Linked DNA regions of Mus musculus: region 1 is linked to region 2. A link is a contact called in public Hi-C data. All regions are on one chromosome and are shown on one strand. Each heading gives the region's core, a stretch centred on a gene start, on an enhancer-like site or on the middle of the called end of the contact. The rest is flanking DNA. Distances are from core to core; before and after follow the strand shown.

Region 1 (6,384 bases), core at 2,622-5,121, 240 kb after region 2:
GTGCGGTGGCATACACATAAATCCTAGTTTAAGAACAGTCTGAGCTATCTGCTTAAAGAGTCACAGGCCAGCCTGGCCTACATGGCAAGACCTCATCTTCAAAAAGAAAAACAATTTTAATCTCACTGCTTGGTACATCTAAGCATTATGACCTGACCAGTCCTCTGGATTTTCTGGTTTTTTTGGGAGGTTTTTTTTTTGTTTGTTTGGTTGGTTGGCTTGTTTGCTTTTTCGAGACAGGATTTCTCTGTATAGTCCTGGCTGTCCTGGAACTCACGCTGTAGACCAGTCTGGCCTCGAACTCAGAAATCCGCCTGCCTCTGCCTCCCGTGTGCTGGGATCAAAGGCGTGCGCTACCATACTCGGCTCTTGCTCTGGATTTTCTAGACAGAATTTTCTTACTCTTCAAAAGTTGACATTCTGAGATGACTTCAGTGTATTTTTTTCAATGCGGTGCCTTTCTTTTCATGTGACTACCAGCAATCTTATCTTTCAGCCCACATTCACTTCTCGGGTCAGAACAACTATTTACTGCATCTCTAGACTTCTATGATTCTTCACCATGTCAGCATATTAAGACTGTAAATGGGGGGTTTTTCCTCCCTTAATTTTAATTTTTACTTTCTGCTTTTTTAAAAACATGGTCTCACTAAGCAGCCAGGCTGGTTTAAAATTCACACTCACCTGTCTCTACCTTCCAGCTGATGAAATTACTTAGAAGTATTTTTTATTTTGGTTTCATTTTTTTTAGATGTGGGTATCATGTAGCCCAGGATGGACTACACTAGCTAAGTAGACAAGAATGACCCTAAACTTCTAACTCTCCTGCATCTTGAACCTCCCTGGTGCTAGGCTTACAGATGTAGACCACCATCCAGGCCTGTCGAAGCATCTTTGATTTGCTTTTTCTGGATATAGCTTGTTTTGTTCTGTTTGTCTAAGTATTCAAAAACTGCCAGAGAAACACAACTTAATTTAGTTGGAGAAAAGAACACAGATTTCTCTCAGAAGAATCTGAGTGCAATTCCTAACTAACTTCATATAGTTTTACGGACTATGACATCACCAATTTGGGAGCAATCAGCAAGCTAAGGAAAGAAAATGTACCCTAGAGAGTCTCCACATGGGCTGCCCAGAGTTATTTGTATTCTGTTGTGTTGTCCTCTGAATCCCCCTGGGTCATCCAGACTCCCCAGTCAACCCACCAGAAATGAAAGAAGGATGAAAAAAAATATCTCAATCACTGTCTGTTCTAACAAAGGCAAGCCAGCTATTGGATATATGCCCTCGGCATTACACGACTGCAACCAAATTAAAGAATACACAGAATGCCCTTCTTACACATTATACAACTCATCCCCTCTTTATTCTCCAATAAGGTTATACAGGGATATAATTTTAGCTTGCTGAGAAGCCAGATAATTAACAGATATTAACAGATATAAAAGAGAATAACATTTCTTTTTTGGTGAAAGACAGATTGCTTTTTAAGTTTCCAGGTCTACCCTCCAGTTATCTAATTTGCCCAGGCACAAATACAGCCAATAGCCAACACGTCTGTCCATTCTAACCCAAACACTGCCTGGTTTCCTTTCTTTGTTTCTTTTTTTTTTTTTAAAGCTGAAAATGACCTTGAACTCCAGATCCTCCAGTTTCCGGAACAAGGATCTCACAGGCTTACGCCACCTCTTAAGGCTATCTCTACTTTCTAAGACCAAACAGCTACACAACTAACAGACATTCAATAATAGTACACCATAAAAAGTTTACTCTACCTTTGAGCTTCTTTCATCCAGAAAGACTGTTGTTTTTAACCCTTCTCAACAGGTTAGTTTGTTTTTCTTTTGTCTTTTTCGCCAGGGTCTCACTATGAAGGCCAGTCGGGCCTTAAACTTGTGGCAATCTTCCTGCCTCTGCCTCCCAAACGCTGGGATAACAGATGTACACCAGTGACCACGTTACTGTTTTTTAAAAACCTCCAGAGAGGCTGCTGTGGTGCAGCATGCCACCAAAGAAGTTTTGGACCGATATCATCCCTGCTGTCCTTCTGGGCCTCATTTCCCTCTCACATCCCATCCACCACCAATACCTGGAACTGCAATCCAACAACTACATCATCCACAATTCTAAAGTTAATCCTTATGAACCAGATGGCAACATCTGTCTGTACTTTGAGCTTGGACTACTCAGGCTAGAACAAAGGCTTAGCTAGGATCAGCCCATTCCTACTTCAGGGTGTTGTATAAGGCATCAGTTTCTCATAGTTTTAAAAGACAATCCAGCTTTATCATCTGAAGTGTGCACTCTTTTTTTTCCCCATAAGAAACAGTGGAATTCACCAGGCAGTAGTGTTGCACTCCTTTAATCCCAGCACCCAAGAGTCAGAGGCAGGCAAATCTCTGACTTTGAGGCCACACTGGCCTACAGAGTGTGTTTTAATACAACTAGAGCTACACCAAGAAACCAGTGGGGGGTTGGAGAGATAAGGAGGAGAAAGAGGAAGACAAGGAGGAGGAGGAGGAAGAAGAAGAATCGGAGGAGAAACAAACAAACAAACTGGAGTGACAAAAAAAAAAAAATCCAAGACTGGATGATCACTTTCAATAGAGAAACTGTACGGTGTTCAATGACTACCACATCGTGACAGAAAGGGGGAGAGGAGTTTCCCTCATCGAATCAGCATGACATAACTTTAAAGTCTAACACGACAAGCCTCCAACCACTGAAACCTGCTTACTGGCCACCCAAAAACTTTTCAAAACTGTTGCAACTCCAATGTGGGCGCGCAGGAATTCACCGGGGATTTTATAATTCTTACACCTTCAAGCAATGGGTGCCAAATCTCATCAGGGCCTCACTGTCACTCCCCCATCACTTCCTCTTCGAAAGATAACTTGAGAGGCATCACAACACTGCACAACCTGTCCAACTGGGACGCGCTGCCTTCATTCACAAATGACCCTCGCCTGGTAAAGGACATTAACTTAAAAAACAAACAACAACAACAACAACAACAAAAGCATGGCCCTGGGTACAAGTTCTTTTCTAGCGCCAAGAGAGAACCCGTTCTTGGTGTAACCCGGTTCAATTTGTCACTTCACGTCCGATCAAGAGGGGCAGAACTGTGAAGGAAAAGCCCGGGCCTGGCCTGCTCAGGAGTGAGTTATAACGGTTTTGAGGAACTGGTCTCGCCGGCTTCTTGGGAAGAGGCCAAATAAACTCATCAAGTTTTTGTTTTGCTCTTTTGAAAAGTCTGGGTGGGACTAACTCTCACTAGGAAGTGGGCTAACTTCTTTCCTCCCAAAAGGGTGCTAGAAGGCAAGCTTCCCTTCATTGTGGACTAAGCCCCTCGACCTCTGAGCGCACCCAGCGTCCGCGTCTCCCCAGGTTGCCGACGCGGCGACCACCGCGCGGGGGGCAGCAGGCCCGCGGGACCCGCGTCCCGTCTGCTCGCCCGACCCTCACTGGGCTCCCGGGACAAAGCGGGCCCCGCGGGCCCTAGCCCGGGCTCGCGCGCACTCACCCGACAGCTCGTCCGGCTCCAGCCCGGTCTCGGTGTCCAGCCCGCAGATGACAAAATAGTCGGCGAAGCGACTGGGCGCCGAGCCCCCTCCGCCGCCGCCGCCGCTCATGGCTCCGGGCCGAGCGGGGCAAGCCGCGCGGAGCCGAGCCCCCGCCCCCGGCCGCCCGCCCGCCCTCAGCCGCCGCTCCCTCCGCCGCCGCTACCGAGGCTCCGGCCGCCGCCCCCGGGCCTCGCCGGGTCCTAGCGGCCGCCGCTGCCGTGCCGGGGCAGGGGGGCGCCGGGCCACCCCGCGCCGCATCCTGGACGCTGTCCTCTGCACCGCGGCCTGAGCAAGCCTGAGGAAGGGCGGAGAGCGGCCGCCCGCCCCACCGCGGCCCCCCACCCGCCGCCACCGCGTGCGCACGCGCGGTCGGGGAGGGGCGGTCGTCGGGCGCAAAGGATGACGTGATGCTCTTTGGGCCCCGGGGGCCTGGGCTTCCAGAGCAGCCACCACAGAGTGGCCAGCGGTCAGCTGCTGGGATCCCGCGACTGCAGCCACCTCCACGCGACTGCGACACCCTTTAGAGAAATCGGATGCGGTGTGCGGAAAGAGTGGGCCATGGTGGCTCGTGCTGGCCGTGTCACCGGCATAAGAGCTGCAGGGCTGAACTGTGAAGCCCACCGAATCCTGCTCCTATACTGTCACCACAGAGCAGCTTCTCCTTGTCACCTCTCCTCAGTGTCAGCTTTCCCCAATAGATCTGAGGAAACTCTGTTCTTTGGAGAGAGTGGGTCAGCTTATCTTCTATTTACCTTTAATTTGCAGATAGGGAAACTGAGGCTCAAAAAATGCAAGAAACAACCCTACGCTTGAATCCTGCGCTAGCTCACTGCCCCGCACCCCACAAGCAGGGCTTCTTCCATGCACCAAACTCTCCCCCTTTCATGAAGCCCCAGAAGTCTCCCTCCCCCTTCACTTAGTTCTTTTCATGCTCACAGAATTCTCTGTCCATTCATCCATCTATCCATCACCCTTCATTCATTCATTCATTCATTCATTCATTCCTTTCTTCCTTCTAGTGAGAATTTGCTTGTAGAAGAGAAAGGGTGGCTGAACAGGTGAAACCTCCTGGTCCTTGTCTCTTGTCTAAAGAACAGACCCTCTGACTTCATTTTCTACAGAAGCTAGCCAGATGTGTCTTCTTTTGGTGGTTGGTTGGTTGATTGATTTGATTTGGTTTTTTTGGATAGGGTCTCACTTATAGACCTGTCTGACCCAGAACTTGCTATGTACCTGTATTACCCTGATGCAATACTCTTTCTTCTGCCTGCTCAGTGCTGGGCTTAAAGGCCTGCATCATCACACCAGGCTCAGGTGGGTCTGTACTGTAACATCAGAGGCCAAGGAAGAGAAACTGTAGTGGCTGCTAGCATGGGCTCTAGAAACAGTCCCCCAGTTTGAATTCTGACTTATAATGTACAATATGATATTGGCAACTTACTTATGTAATTTCTAGGTGCCAACAGGCATGATTTTTGTCAAAGTACAAAATAAATGCATGTATAGGTAAAGTGGTGAGGATTATACCCAGAACATAGAAGGCACTCCATAAATATTATATACATTGTCATTGTTGTTACAGAATAGTGTGCGCCAGGTTTGCTCTGGCAGGCAGCCAGCTAAGGACTATAGAAGGCAATTGGCTTCCCCAAGGGCTGAACCTGGGCTCTCTCCTGGGTTCTGTCCCAGTATTCCTCTCAAGTACTGGATCCCTTTGGGAGGTTGGTTGAGAGGTCACAGCCAACATCACTGGAAACCATAGCATCTGCTCCCTATATCTAACCTGAGCGGCTGGGAGAAATCAAGAGGACTGGGTAGCTTTACAAAGTCCATCTGAAGTGATGATACTATAACCCACATGCTTGGGACTCAGAGTCTGTGCAGGGGGCTCAGAGAGCTTAATAAAGCAAAGAAAAGAACGCCTTTTGGTGCTGGGTCACGGTCATGGAAGGCTTCTGGTGATTCTAAGGATCAAATGTGTGCCCACAATAAAGAGTGGAAAAGCCAGACATTTAGGCAGCACTGAGGAATGTACTAATATGGAAGATGGGAAAGCCAGGTATAGTGGCGCAAACCTATAATCCCAGCATTCTGGAGCCCAAGCAAAAGGAGTGTGAATGTGAAGCCAGCCCAGCCTTACAGTACAGATGGTCTAAAACAACAAAATAGCAAACAGAGACAGAGAATTAAAAGGGATTGAAAATAAAACAGAGAGGGAGAGAAGAGTTGGGGCAAGAAAGGTTTCAAATGCCAGGTGTACAGACCGGGTACAATTAAAGGATCACTCAGACGAAGATATAGAAGAGACTTGGGAAATTTTTCAATTAGAGAGAGAAAAGGTCAAAGAGTGATATGTGCAAGCCTTCAACCCCAGGGATGGATCTCTGTGAGTTCAAGGAAAGTTTAGTCAGAGTTCCAGCACAGCCAGGGATACAAAGAGAAACTTTGTCTTAAAAAAAACAAAAACAAAACAAAACCACAACAACAAAACTGTAAAAATAGAGAAAAAAGGAGGAGACTAAACTTACTCAGTTTAAAAGTCTAGAAACTTTTTATCTAGGCTTGCCAGCTGCTAGAAGACCTCTCTCACTCTCATACTAACTCAACACATGAAACACCAGTTGAAAACAAATCCGTGCCAGTATTCATTTGCTCAGAGGCCCAGAATACTCAACTGTAAAGTGATCTCCTTCCCAGCAGGAAATATGCTTGGCAGAGTGACTGCTTCTTAGAGAGTGGGGAGAAATACAGGTCTGGATATGACTAGTTAGTGATTAAATCTCTGCCCCACTCTTCCTAGCTGTGTAAAAGAGGGAGCAGT
Region 2 (6,538 bases), core at 4,003-6,502:
AGGCAGGCAAGCAGACATGGTACACAGGTAAAGTCGGAAAATGCTGAGTTTGAGAGTGCATTGCCTTTTGAAACCTCTATCCCAACCCCACCAACATCCCCACCTCCACCATGAGACACCTCCAACAAGGCCACACCTTCTAATCTTTCCCAAACCATTCCGCTGACTAAGGACCAAGCATTCAAATATGCGAGCCTAGAGGGGCCATTCTCACTCAAACCATTACACAAAGCGCTCATACACAGAAAATCTTAAGGAAAAAGAGGGAACTGAAATACAACAGAGGAATTGAGTATGGTGACACATACTTTTAATCTCAGCACAAGGGAGGTTTAGGCAGGAGAATTGCTTTTGAGTTTGGGGACAGCTTGGGGTTTGTACTAGGCTCCAGGCCATTCTGAGCTACCTATCAAGTGTCAGGGCAGTTGAGACTACAGACTGAGGCCCTGTTTTGTTTTGTTTTGTTTTGTTTTGTTTTGTTTTGTTTTGTTTTTTAAAAAAGATAGGCAAGCAAGATGACTCTGTAGGGAAAGGTGCTTGCAGGCAAACCTGACTACCTGAGTTTGATTCCCGGGACCCACAACTAGGAAAACTGACTCCCCCAGTTGTCCCACCCATATGTCATGACACATATATATACACACGAGCACACACACACATTCACAAAGTCCAGCTCTTGAAAAAAAAAAAAAGTACCGGAGCTAGGAACTTAGCAGAGAGCATACCTAGTATGTGCAAGACCCCAGGTTCCATCCCCAGCAGTACATAAACCAAGCATGGTGGAAACAAGAGGATCAGAGGTGCCAAGGTCAGGGCATCCTGGGGTACATGAGGTCCCATGACAAAAATTTAGAACGTGGGATCCGAGAGATGGCTCGGTGGTTCTAAGAACACTTGCTACTCTTGCAGAGATCCCAGGTTTGGGTTCCAGCTCTCACTCCAGTTAAGGAGTGATTTGATGACCTCTTCTGGCCTCCATTGGCATTACATGCACATAATACTTAAATTCGCGCAGAAAAAACACTCACATAAAATTAAAATAAAACTGATTTTAGAAAGAGAAGTCCAAAAGAAGTAAGTTGCCACTGAAGTAGCGCCTAGGCCTGGCGACTGGCATTTTCGGGAACAAGATGCTGTGTATGAGAGCCAACGTGCTCACATATGGGAAATGCATTCTCACTCTTCTTTCTCTGAGGCTCAGGCCCGTAATTCAACCCACCAGATCTTCCTGAACAACAAATGTATATTTTTCTTGCTGTTAGGAGATGAATTGTGTTTCTCCTTCTGTAAGTTAATGTATCCAATCTTGGTTCCAATACCCCAGCCTGTGATCTCTTTTTAGGAATCAGGCCATTACAGGTATAATTAGTTAAGATGAGGTCACAGTGAGCATAGCAGGCCCTTGATCTGACTGATGTCTTTATACCCAGAGGAAATTTGAGGAGCTGGAGGGGTGGTTCAGTGGTTAAGCACACTTGTTGTTCTTGTAGAGCGCCTGGGTTCAGATCCCAGCACCCACTTCAGGGTGCTCACAACCACCTGTAGGTCCAGCTTCAGGAGAGCCAGTACCTCCTTCTGGCCTCTGCACATACAAGTACACACAGACACATAAATAAAAATACTTGGGAAAAAGAGGAAATCTGAATGAATACTATTCAGAGGGAAAGAAGCCGTGTTAGGTGGAGGCAGAGTCAGGGTGACTCTTCTGAAAGCTAAGGGAACCCCAAGATTCTGAGCAAATACTGGAAATTATAGGACTGGCAGGAAACAGACTCTTCCTTGTATGTAGTCTTTAGAAACAACCCACCTTGAAACACCTGATTTTCAGCCTCAAGAAATGGGAGAGAACAGGTTTCTGTCATTCAAGCTGCTCATTTTGTGTGGCACTTCGCCACATAGCTGTAGTAACTTAGCCAAAAAACTAAACTTGCAAACGTACACAGCCAAGACACGCCAGGTGCGAGAAGGCCACCAGGGGAGTGAGGAGTGAGCTGATGGGGAGAGGTACTTGCCTCTGGAGCAGCCTTTATCTGAGCCAGATAATAAAAGCCATCCGGTTCCTTTCTGGCCAGGACCCAGGAGCCGCCCGCAGCTCCGACTCTTCCCAGCCAGCGGAGCCCCGGCCATGGCCGATCAACAGTGTGAAGACATGGGCAACAGGCAGTGCACCTGGGAAAGGCAAGTGAGATCAGGGGCGAGCACAAAACCTAAAGACATCAAGAGGACCGCAGAGATGGCTCAGCGTAAATGCGCCTGCCGCCAAGCCTGACCATCTGAGTTCAATCCCCAGATTCTACATGATGGAAGGAGAGCACTGACCCACATGTGAGCTATCATGGGTGTCCTCACCTGGACAAATACATGAATGTAAAAGAAGGTAAAGACAGTAAGAAACGCGCCTCTGGAGCAGATCGGAGGATCTTGTGCTTGCCCGACTCACCAGCAAGAACGATGCTGCAACAGGATCCTTCTGCACACGTTTATTGGGAAAGCTTGATTGCAGAGGCGAAGAGACCCTAAGCCCAGAACTGGTGCTGCTTATATAGGCCTAGGAGAGGCGTGTCTCACACCCGGATTGGTTATGCATGGGTTATGCTTACTACCTCATTTGCATGCCTTCATCTGATTGGTTAACTTGTCTCTCATCTGATTGGTTAGCTTGTCTCTCATCTGATTGGTAAATTCTCAAAACCTCATCTTGGCAAAAAAAAAAAAAAAAAAAAAAAAAAACTTTACTGCCTATGTATGCGTGGTGGCCAGCGGTAGCCAGCGCCACCCTGCAACGGCACATGTGGCTTCCCACAGGAGGAGACTTACCGCATGAGGATGGTAATGGTGTGCGCAACAGAAACACAGGGAGAATGTAGCCATCTTTGGCTTCCTGTAAAAATCAGCTAAGCTTCTGCTAGCAGAAACTGAAGGCCATAGAAAGCAGTTTTTGGACTGGACATTGTTTCATGTGGCCCAAAATGAAATCAGCTTGTATACTTGTGTTAACGCTTGAAAGGGGAGCTGCGAGATGAGTCCCAAGACATTATGGGATACCAGGATGAGGTTAACAGTGTGACCAGGGAGCCAAACTGTAAGGAAATTGGCTTGAGGCATGTCATGGTTTGAATGTGCTTGGCCCAGGGAGTGGCACTATTTGGAGGTGTGGCCTTGTTGGAGTAAGTGTGTCACTGTGGGTGTGGGTTTTGAGACCCTCCATCCTAGCTGCCTGAAAGTCAGTATTCTGCTAGCAGCCTTCAGTTGAAGATGTAGAACTCTCAGCTCCTCCTGTACCATGACTGCCTGGATGCTGCCATGCTCTCACCTCGATGATAATGGACTGAACCTCTGAACCTGTAAGCCAGCCCCAATTAAATGTCCTTATAAGCGTTGCCTTGGCTATGGTGTCTGTTCGCATCAGTAAAACGATAACTAAGGCAAGGGGTCAGAGGGATATGGAAGCGCAGAGGAGCTCATGAAGGGGCTGCAGAGTGGTGGAAGGTGAAACCAGTTCTGGGGACTCCAGCGGCAGGGCTCTCTGGCCTAGGGCAGTACAGAATGAGAGATCCGACCTTTGTGGTTTGGTTTGGTTTGGTTTGGCCTTTCAAGACAGGGTTTTTCTGTATAGCCCTGGCTAACCTGGGACTCGCTGTGTAGACAAGGCTGGCCACAAACTCAAAGAGGTGCACGAATTCTGCCAGAATTGAAGTGCTAGGACTAAAGGTGTGTGCCACCACAGCCTGGCTTATTTGTTTGTTTTTGTTTTTCGAGATAGGGTTTCTCTGTATAGCCCTGGCTGTCCTGGAACTCACTCTGTAAACCAGGCTGGCCTCAAACTCAGAAATCCACCTGCCTCTGCCTCCCAAGTGCTGGGATTAAAGGTGTGCACCACCACGCCCGGCTCTGGCTTTTTTTTTTAATTCAAATATTTATTGTTACTTTTTGGAGTGGTGTGTTTATATTCCCTGGAGCTGGAGTTACAGGCATTTGTGAACCACCTGATACAGGTGCTAGGAATTGAGTCCAGGTCATCTGTGACAGCAGTATGCACTCTTAACTGCTGAGTAATCTCTCCAGCCCAAGAGGATCTGGGTTTTGAAAAAGTTGTTTTGTACAAAAACCTGAATATAAAGATGCTTAACTTGGTCATGAACAAGGCGATCCAAACAAGTAAATTAAGAACTTGAGCAATGTATTGGAGAGATGGTTCTGTGGTTGAGAACAATTGCTCTTGCTAGGACCAAGATTTAGTTTCCAGTACACATGGCTGCTAACAGAGTCTGTAACTCTAGTTCTAGCAGATCCACTGCCCTCTTCTGGTCTCCTTGGGTACTGCACACATGTAGTGCATAGACTTAGGCAGGTGAAACACCCATATACTTAAATAAAAAATTTAAGTTGAACATTTGGACTAGCGAGTCCCTATCCCAGGCAGTCTGGTTCCTAGGACTTGCTACAGGCTGAAGTTCCTTTGTCCCCTCATAGTCACACTTTATAGAGAGCTGACTGAAGATGCTGTTCTATAAAGTCCCAGGCAATAGAGGGCATCCAAATGCCATTAGGAGGACCAGGAAAAGAGGAGAAAAAAAGGACGAGGGACAGAGACTGGTACCTGGTGAATGTGCAGTGCGTGGCCAGCCAGGGTGCTTGCGTGGCAAAGGGACAGGTGAAGGACATGTCCCAGGGCGGCACAGCACCATGCAGGTCAGGGGCTTTCACGGTTGTGGCCACACTGCAGTATTTGGGCAGTGGCAGCCCAGGACTGGCAGAGGGCTGCATGACCTTCAGCGCGCCCACCTGGAGCAAACACAGGCAGCACAGCTGTAGCCTCAACCCAGCAGAGGACACGCCCAAAGGTTCCCACACACACCCAGACTTTCCCCTTTGGAATACTTACCTTAGAATGTCCCTGGGGGACTAGGGAGGGCTGAAGAACTTAAGCTAGGAGCTTAGAGAGCCCTCTTTAATCCTCCTTCAGAACCTGCACGCTCACTGTTAAGTCTCCAAAGATGAGCCACGGAAATACCTGGCAGCTCGGCTCCCGTTGGTGTTACCTCCTTCCTCCTCCCCAGTGGCTGGGACTCCTTGGAGCATGCTCATTCTCTTTACACACCCTGCCCTGACCAACTGACCCCCAGCAGAAGCCACCAACTCCCCTCCTAACCTGGTCACCTACAGGACTCAGGATCATCCCATTTGTGGACTTCTTCAGAGGCAGCAGCTGCCGCCTAGAGCTTGTTAGGGTCTACCCCTGCCCAAAGCCGCAGTTCGAACACCAAAGGGACTTACCTAAAAGTGCAAATCCAGTCTAGACCTCAGCCTTGCCCCAGTCTCAGTCCCACCTGACAGTTGGAGCTCATGGCCTTGGTCTAACAACTCTTGGTTGCCAGGCAAGTTGCCAAGCAGGTAGCTATGGTTGTGAGCCAGCAGGCTACAACAGGGCTCAGGAAGGTACTGAGCATGTGCAGAGGGTGACCGGAAGCATCGGGAAACTTGAAGTTGTGGGTAAGGTGGAGAAATAAAGGCAAATTGTGTATACTCCCTTTAGCTCCAGGGACTCTAGGGGAGTCCTATGAGGGTGGGCTGAGCTCTCCAAGGGCTGAGGGCTGTTGGCATCTACCTAGTGAAGGCAAGAGGCTAGAAAGATAGTTCAGTGGATAGATAAGCTGCTTGCTGTGAAAGCATGAAGCTTGTATTTGGATCAGCAGCAGCCAATTGGCTGAGTTTATAATCCTAGCATCGAAAGAAGTTAATGACTGACTAGTTAACTAAAAATTGAGAGCTCTAGGTTCAATGAGAGATTCTACCACTAATCCTATAATAATAATAATAATGATGATGATGATGATGATGATGATGATGATGAGAGCAACGGAGAAAGACACCTTCCAACCTCCTCAGGTCCATGCATACACACACACACACACACACACACAGCAAAGGTCTCCCAGGAACCGATGCTCCTAAGGAGTGGAAGAAGTATGTGAGCTGCAGAAATGCAAGTAACAGCCTGGTGACCAAAGGAATAGGAGTCCAGATTCTGTGGGGCTGGAGAGATGATTCCGTGATTAAGAGCACTGGCTGCTCTTCCAGAGGACCTGGGTTCAATTCCCAGCACTCACGTGACAGCTCACACTGTCTGTAACTCCAGTTCCGGGGGATCTGACACCCTTGCATAGACACGCATGCAGACAAAATACCAATACACATTAAATAAATAAATCATTACCCAGAGAAGACTGGTATTTTGAGACAGTTGTGGTGCCCTGAAGAAATGCCTGGCACTGTGTTCAATAGAGAAGACCCAAAAAATGCACAGGGACATGTATGGGGGTCTCTCCTTCTGCCATTCACCCCTAGGCACAGGAACATGTATGGGGGTCTCTCTTTCAGCCATTCGCCCCTGGGCACAGGAACACGTATTGGAGTCTCTCCTTCAGCCATTTGGAGTCTCTCCTTCAGCCATTTGCCCCTCCCACCAGTTCCTGTTTTGAACCATGGATCTATGTGCACATCGGCCAAATGTACCCCAGCTCCCAGGCGCACAGTG

The links. Hi-C and Micro-C count contacts between places; a contact is called where the count stands out from the background.
Region 1: a Hi-C map of embryonic stem cells shows a contact between it and region 2, with 2.2 times the contacts expected there. The contact joins the promoter of Dennd5a here to the promoter of BC051019 in region 2. A contact is called at or near these places in 7 of 39 promoter capture datasets (the 3T3-L1 cell line, the HPC-7 cell line, cranial neural crest and 3 more), 9 of 484 Hi-C or Micro-C datasets (the G1E-ER4 cell line, the N1E-115 cell line, adipose-derived mesenchymal stem cells and 3 more), 4 of 115 datasets of contacts at active chromatin or transcription factors (craniofacial prominence, embryonic stem cells and fetal liver) and 4 of 9 other capture datasets (adipose tissue, embryonic stem cells, macrophages and 1 more).

What each region holds. Positions count from the first base shown.
Region 1 is chr7:109,956,551-109,962,934 of GRCm38.p6, forward strand. It overlaps Dennd5a (DENN/MADD domain containing 5A), which reads right to left and starts at 3,872. Exons shown (of 23, transcript NM_021494.1): 1 at 3,524-3,872. The coding sequence starts at 3,632.
Region 2 is chr7:109,718,519-109,725,056 of GRCm38.p6, forward strand. It overlaps BC051019 (cDNA sequence BC051019), which reads right to left and starts at 5,253. Exons shown (of 6, transcript NM_001040700.2): 1 at 4,886-5,253; 2 at 4,601-4,785; 3 at 2,013-2,169. The coding sequence starts at 4,767. Gm51493 (a long non-coding RNA gene) reads left to right here. Exons shown (of 3, transcript XR_003946860.1): 3 at 2,073-2,507.